Linked DNA regions of Mus musculus: region 1 is linked to region 2. The links are chromatin contacts, called in public HiChIP or PLAC-seq maps. All regions are on one chromosome and are shown on one strand. The core of a region is the stretch at or near the end of the contact, and the rest is flanking DNA. Distances in the headings are between cores, read along the strand shown.

Region 1 (3,481 bases), core at 465-2,964, 140 kb before region 2:
TATTTTCTTTATTTACATTTCAAATGTTATCCCCTTTCCTGGTTTCCTCTCCAAAAACCCCCTATTCCTATCATCGATATCTTCGAACATGAGCCTGGCTACTTCTGCCAACTCACCCCGTGCCTTTCCACTACTCTGAACAGGGAGAAACTGCAAGAGACACTGGGACACAATGGCGACAGCAGCTGACAGTAAGAAGGAGGACTCTTGACTGGCAGATTTGGGGTTGCTGCAGATTCTAATTCTCCTGAGGCTAGGCTACTTTATCTTTGCAGAGCTGGGATTGGAGGTGACATTCACTGTCACCTGGGTACTCCTGATGGGCAGGGATTAAAATGTAGTCCCTCTGCCATCTAGATCCCTCACAGCTTCCCCGCTTTGAGACCACTACTGACTCCATCCCGAGGCACAGCTCGCTCTGTGATGCTGGCACAGTGGCCATTGTTCTTTCCTTTGGTCTGCACGAGCATTCCTGTGGGGACATAATTTAGCCGGACATATTAAATCATGTCATCGCAGTCACGGGCTCAATGAATTATTGATCAATGGCTGTGAAATCAAAGTGCATCTGTGGAATTACATTTGGAGGCCAGGATCTCTTTACAGTTAAGTTTATTCTAGAAGGTCTAGACTAAACCAAGCGTGAACGGGGTTCACTTCTCCAGCCTTCGAATCTTAGTCTCCTAAGTATCTAGGTGTTGACTTTGAAGGAGCCACGCCAAATCTAAAGAAGAATCAAATGCTAGGATGATTTTCAATCCCAGTAACTGCTTTGTGTTTTCAGTCAAGATACAAAATTAGATTTTCTACCTATGGGCTACCCCAAGCCACTGTTTCCAGAGTGGCCCTCTGTCCATTCAAATTTACTGAACAATGCTATGGGAAGACACTGAACCCAAGTGATGCCCTTCATGGATTAGGCTGGGTTTCTTTGTGGCTTATCCTGCCTCTTGTATACAGTACCGTTGAATCATGTTGGTCCTGTGACACTGACACCCTTATTAACCACATTTCACAGAAGAGAAATAAAAGAAAGATAAGGAATGTTCCACATTGCACAGTAAGTAAGGGGTCCACCTTCACATGTTCCTCATCTCCAGCTAGTACATGAATCTTAAAACTAAAAGGAGCTGTCTGAGCCATTCACAAAGCCCCAGGCATTGCATGCAGACTTGACTGGCTCTCTCAGAAAGTCAAGGCTCAAGAAGGAGGGGCCTTAGAGGAGAAGCCCCCTGCCCCTCAGCATCCTTGCAGGAAAGATAGGCACACCCTAAGAGGCTACTGAAGAGCTTAGAGAGGAGACTCTCAGTGGCCACGGGACTAGGGCAGGGGAGGAGCTCACATTAAGACTATAATAACCAGCTGAGAAAAGCAGCCCTATGTCTTTAAAGAGATGAGGAAGGTATCAAGTCCAAAGCAAACTCCATTTTCCCCAGTTCTGGACATTAGACAAAAGCCAGTGTTTCTCAGGAACTTCTAATGCTGGTTCCCCTCTACCAAAGAAGCCTTATGACTGGCAGAAGGGACAAATTGCTATCTCTGGTGCCTATTAGCCTACCAAAGTAGATGCTGGCCTCTGGGCTCCCTCAGTATCATAAGCATCTAGCTCTTTTCAGCCCTTCCCTACCTAAACTTCTCCAGCTCAGGGGCTCCCCTCCCCAAGCCTCTCATTTCTCCTTAAAAGCTCCACTATTTTGTCTATGCATGCTCTTGGTCCTCTCTTTGCCTCCCTCTTTCAGTTTCCCCCCACCCCACTTCCTCTTCTGGCCATGTTCAGGCTACTACTCTCTCTCCCTCTTCTGGACTCTTCCAGGTGCCTCTGGCAGTCCTCTCAGTCATAGCTACAATAAAAACTTTCCCTTAACCACACCTTGGAGAAGTCATGTCAGTTTATACATCTGCTGCCAAAACTTCCAGGTAGGGTACTGTCAGTTTAGACAGTGGGGACTTTGGCTGAGGCGCAAGTGTCACTGGTCAGATGCTGCAGATTCGAATGGAGAGACACCCTCTGCCATCCTCAGTCCTATAGGGACATCTTCCTGACAGTATCTCAGCTGCCTCTTCCCAACTCCCATCACTTCGCCCAAGGCATTAGTCATAGCTCAAAGGCCAGAGAACAGATGAAAAAGATGAAAGAAACCTCTCTGGGGAGAACTCTCTGCCATAACTCCCCACATAGACCTGGGGTGTATCTCTGAGTCCCTTAGGTCCAGCCTGGTTTTTACAAGCTCCCCCCACTGAGCGGCACCTGTGAACACTCACAGCCCCCTGTAGCCTCTGTTTAGTGGTGGGAACGGTGTTGATCAAAGCAGAGGCCTTCTCCTCTTGATCTTATTCACTGGTGTCAGGAGCAGGAGAGACCCAGAGAACTGATAACTACTTAACTGTGCCAGGCAGAAACCACCACGAAGGTGCCAACTAGGGAAATGAGGGTAGGGTTGGGAAGGACCTCTCTAAGAAAAATGTCTCAGAAATACACATATAAGGTGGTGACATATTAGCATATTAGACCAAAGTCAGGGTCAAACAGTGGATGTAGATGGAAGAGTAGCCGAGAGCCGGTGTGGCTACAAAGAGAAGTAAAGCGTGCAACAAACAGGGATTCTGACCACAGCTCATACTTCAGGCTGCTCTGAGTCAGCTTGTGTGCTTCTAAGCCTGGGGTTCCTGAACACTGCCCCACTGTACTCAACAATCTCCATAGCCCTCAATATGGAGACACAAGATCCCTAGATACTCCTCTATGTCCTATGACTTCAGATCCCATGGGTCAGAAGTAACAAAGCAGACTGGGCCAACCTCTTCCACTTGAAGCCATACTTCCTCAAAGGGTTCACAGCCCATGTAAAGCTGGATAAAGGAAACCCTCTCTTTCTCTCATAGCCCACAATGGGACTTGAAGAAAAAAAAGGCCACTTTCTATCATGGGAAGAAGAGTCCAGCACCACTGTGTCTTCTCCTCTCCCCAGGCTCCTTCGCATAGAGCCTGAGGATGGGTGTGGTAGGTAGCAGGTGGGATTGGGTTTGTGGACGGTATTCAACCTCAATTTCTAGAACTCCGTTGAAAGTATGGGCGTACTTCATACTTTGAGTGTTCAGCCATGGCTCCTGGTTGTAGAAGAAAGGCTCTCCTCCTGCTCTGACTCCAAATGAAACCTGCACGTGTTCTGAGGTAGACTTGTTAACAACCTTGGTAAAATGTAGCTTCCAGGAAGCCACCGCATCCTCTCAAAGAACAGAGCTTGGGCCTAGGGTTTGTGTAATTCTCAATTTGGCTGCCGCCATAACCAGGTCTCCTTATGGGTCCTATATTTATTTACTCTTCCCAGGTGCCTGGTATGAGACATATTGGCATGTTCTTTGAAAGATGGGCCTTGGGCATGGGGGTCAGAGGTCATCAATGACAAAGCAGACAGGGCCACACTCTTCCACTTGAAGCAGCACTTCCTCCAAGGGTCCATGGCATGTAGAATGAGTCCTG
Region 2 (3,307 bases), core at 231-2,730:
AAAGAGCTACTCCTCCGGAGAAGTACTTCTGAGACCTTAGACCATAAGTTGCTGTAGCCGGAGAGCCCCACTCTGGCTTATCACACACACTTCCTTATCCCACAATTGGGCAACCGGAACTTTTCAAAGCCACTTATCTGAGGGATATAGAACTGGGGCTAAAAGCTTCCAGTGTCAAATCAGAAACTGAAAAACATGGTCCCTTTCCATCATGGGCCTACCTAAAGGAGAATGTGTTCCTGAGTCAAACTTCTCTTGAAGAACTTCTCTTGGGCAAGCCTACTTTAGCCAGCAGCCTTCTGCTGTCCCATGTGCTGGGTTCCCTGGAATAGCCCACTTGTATTCTTCCTTAAGAGAGTTGGAAGGTATTCCCCAAGCTTCCTTTCAGTAAAGGTTTTGGATGATAATTAGCTTTCACAAAATCACTGTCTATATAAGGCAGTGGTCAAGTGGATGCTTTCTCTGTCTAGAATGCCTAACGGTGGCTGCCACTGTGTGACGGTACTCATCCTCCAGGTCTGAATGGTAGTGCAGATAGCATCAGTTCTCTAGAGACAAGGATTCAATGCCAACCCCTTCTCCACACCTGCCCTAGGCTGGAGGGCTTAGAATCAGTTCTCCCAAGGATGAGACTTAGACCCTTCCAGGTAGAGCAGTTCCCAAGGCCCAGCCTGTATCCTTCTCCTTCAGCCCCTCCATTGATTTTATAAATAAATCCCCTGCAGTAGAGACTTTGCTGACTAACATACCTAGAATGGTTTCTTTTTTCTTCCACAATGAGCTCTGCCTGCTACATCAACTCTAAGGTCATCAGATCCAGACAACTTGCTACATGAGAAACCTATGCATCTCTTTATTCAAACTCTTTCCTAGACTCTACAACTAGGTCTTACTCATAGCAGGGGGTGCTGATTCTCCTCTTCACTGGCTTCTCATCAGGGAATACCAAGGGCTAGGCTGTACCGGGGTGCCTCTTACATACAATAGACTCATCAAATTCACGGTACAGTTTGATCCTCTGTTGAGGAAGTTCTTAGGGGTCTACAAGCTAAAGTGTAGCCCAGCTTTGGTTGTCAAAAAACTGGGGTGACACTCTCCCTCTACAAAATCATGTGACATAACTTCAATGACAGAACAAGGCCAGAGACTTCTGCCCCTGATTCATAGAATAAGTCCTCAAGTCTAGCCAAGACATTTCCCTCCTCGGGGTCACTGCAGGTCACTCGCTGAGTCAGGAAAGAGGCAGAAACAGTGCTGACCAGGACAAGTAAAGAACCAGAACCTCTTTGAACGCTATCCAGATTTGCAGGGGTCCACAGGCCTCTCCCCACTGCCTACCGTGCATAGTGAGATCACCCTTGGAGCGGGGAGGGGGACGGCAATTACATGTCTCTCTGCTCTTCTGACTTCGTCCCTGTCATCTGACTCAGGGGCTAATTTCAGATCATCTTCCCATTTCAGCCTCATGTTGTGTCGTCAGAGACACATGCCTGGTCAGCTGGCAGAATTAGAAGCCTATGTCAGTATGTCAGCCTCAATCGCAGAACACATGGGGGTTTCCTGAAGACTTACTTCATTTCAACACCACTTTCTAGATGAGACAGCACGAAAGCAGGGACAGCTCAGTGAGCAAATGTTTAAGAGTTGTCTCCTTTCCTCCATCGGATTCCCCAGCTTCCTGCTTCACCCCACCTCTATTCACCACCACCCCTAATGGCCTCCACAAGCCATGCTCATATGCTCAGCCCTGCCCCAGGCTCTCAGATACACCTAGAGAGCAAGGAAGAGGTCCCCTCAACTCCAGTGCCAGCCGAAACCTGTCCCAGTCTGCTGCCCACACACCTACAAGCTCAGCCACGAGACCTGTGCTCCCTGTGCCCAGGATCCCAGGGTCCCCTGGACACTCTCGCCCGAGAGCACTCCCTTAACATGGATGTCACACGGCCCCCATTTTGCCACGCTGAAGTCTGTCTGTCTGTCTGTCTGTCTTTAAATTAACCAACTTTCTGTTTTTGTCATTGAAAGAATCAGATAACTACACAGTAACAAGAACATCCGCCCACAAAGGTTATATAATAAAAACACTAGCCACGGTTTTTTTTTCCCAGAGCCCCACATTCTAGGCCACTGCTACCCAGAGTCCCCAGGTCCCCTTCCCAACAAATCCTCTGCATGCGCAAGCTGACTACCAGCTAACTGAGCCACTTTTTACAATCTCCCTCCCCTGGCTATGATGGCCACATTCTTGCTCCCCTGGCTTTTCCTTACACCACGGGGTCTATCTTGCCAGAGAGGCATACAGATGCCTTAGACTCTTTCAGGGAGACTAGCTGTCAGACTTTGTTTCCTTGTCGGGTGGGGGAAGAGGAGGGAGAGAAAGGAAGAAAGGGAAGGAGAGGGGATAGAGAAGAGACTGGCCAGGCCTGCCCCTTTCCTTATACTTGTTTCTGATTGTGTGAATTTTGGACTACAGCAGCCATTTTTAGGACAATGAGGGAAAAATGAAATGATGGGAAACAGAATCAAACAACGAAAAAATAACAACAATAACAACAACAAAATGTTTCATGGACAGTGGCAGAAGAGCCTGAACCTTGGAAGATCTTGTTAAATCACAAAACTCTGCCCACTGCCTACCTCCAGATGGTATTGCATAAGAAAAACCATTCTTTATGTTTTCTGTCAGTCACTGCTCATCAGGTTTTCTGTTAGCCTACATGATAACTACACTCGTTTAAATGAGACTGTCCCCCACAGGTTGTGTGTCTGTACACTTGGTTCCCAGTTGGTGGCGCTGTTTGGGAAGGCACTGTTGGAGGAAGTATGTCACTAGAGGCTGGCTTGGAGAGTTTGAAGGCATGGGCCATTTCTAGGCCACTCTCTCTGTGTTAGTGGTTCAAAATGTAAGCTCTAGTCTTCCTGCTTCAGCCACCATGCCAGCCATTCCCCTGCCATGATAGACTCTTATCTCTCTGGAACCTTGAGCCTGAATAAACCCTTTCTTCTATAAGTTGCCTTCCTCACAATGTTTTATCACAGTAATAGAAAAGTAATACAGTGGCCCACTCCAACGAGATGATTATGATATAACGTATTGTGGGTTCCCCTTTCTGAATGGGGCTTTATTCACTCATCAGTGTGACCTTCAAGTATCTCCTACATAATCCTATCTGACTCTGTTATACATCCTCAGAGGATCCCACTACGCAGCTATCTATCCTAAAGCAAACGGGCGGACATTTTCACTGGGTTCTTGTAGTATTGACCTACCATAGGGCAACAGACTTCCCTGTGTCTACATCTCCAT

Evidence for each region. HiChIP or PLAC-seq counts read pairs in DNA pulled down with a chosen protein or histone mark.
Region 1: a contact with region 2 is called in an H3K27ac HiChIP or PLAC-seq map of microglia, with 4 times the contacts expected there. The contact joins two enhancer-like sites. A contact is called at or near these places in 1 of 15 datasets of contacts at CTCF or cohesin (pro-B cells), 3 of 484 Hi-C or Micro-C datasets (the G1E-ER4 cell line, group 2 innate lymphoid cells and nephron progenitors) and 3 of 115 datasets of contacts at active chromatin or transcription factors (the 230-238 cell line, CD8 T cells and microglia).

The regions. Positions count from the first base shown.
Region 1 is chr12:25,350,619-25,354,099 of GRCm38.p6, reverse strand. No RefSeq gene overlaps it. Among named protein-coding and RNA genes, the nearest start is that of Gm36723, 3.5 kb to the left of the region's middle. Within about 2 kb of position 1,714, at least 7 of the 459 cell types and tissues checked have an H3K27ac peak or open chromatin away from gene starts, as enhancers often do. A contact at or near this core is called in microglia, where this site is marked.
Region 2 is chr12:25,212,189-25,215,495 of GRCm38.p6, reverse strand. All of the region lies in intron 6 of Gm36287 (a long non-coding RNA gene), which reads right to left. Among named protein-coding and RNA genes, the nearest start is that of Gm36441, 4.2 kb to the right of the region's middle. Within about 2 kb of position 1,480, at least 31 of the 459 cell types and tissues checked have an H3K27ac peak or open chromatin away from gene starts, as enhancers often do. A contact at or near this core is called in microglia, where this site is marked.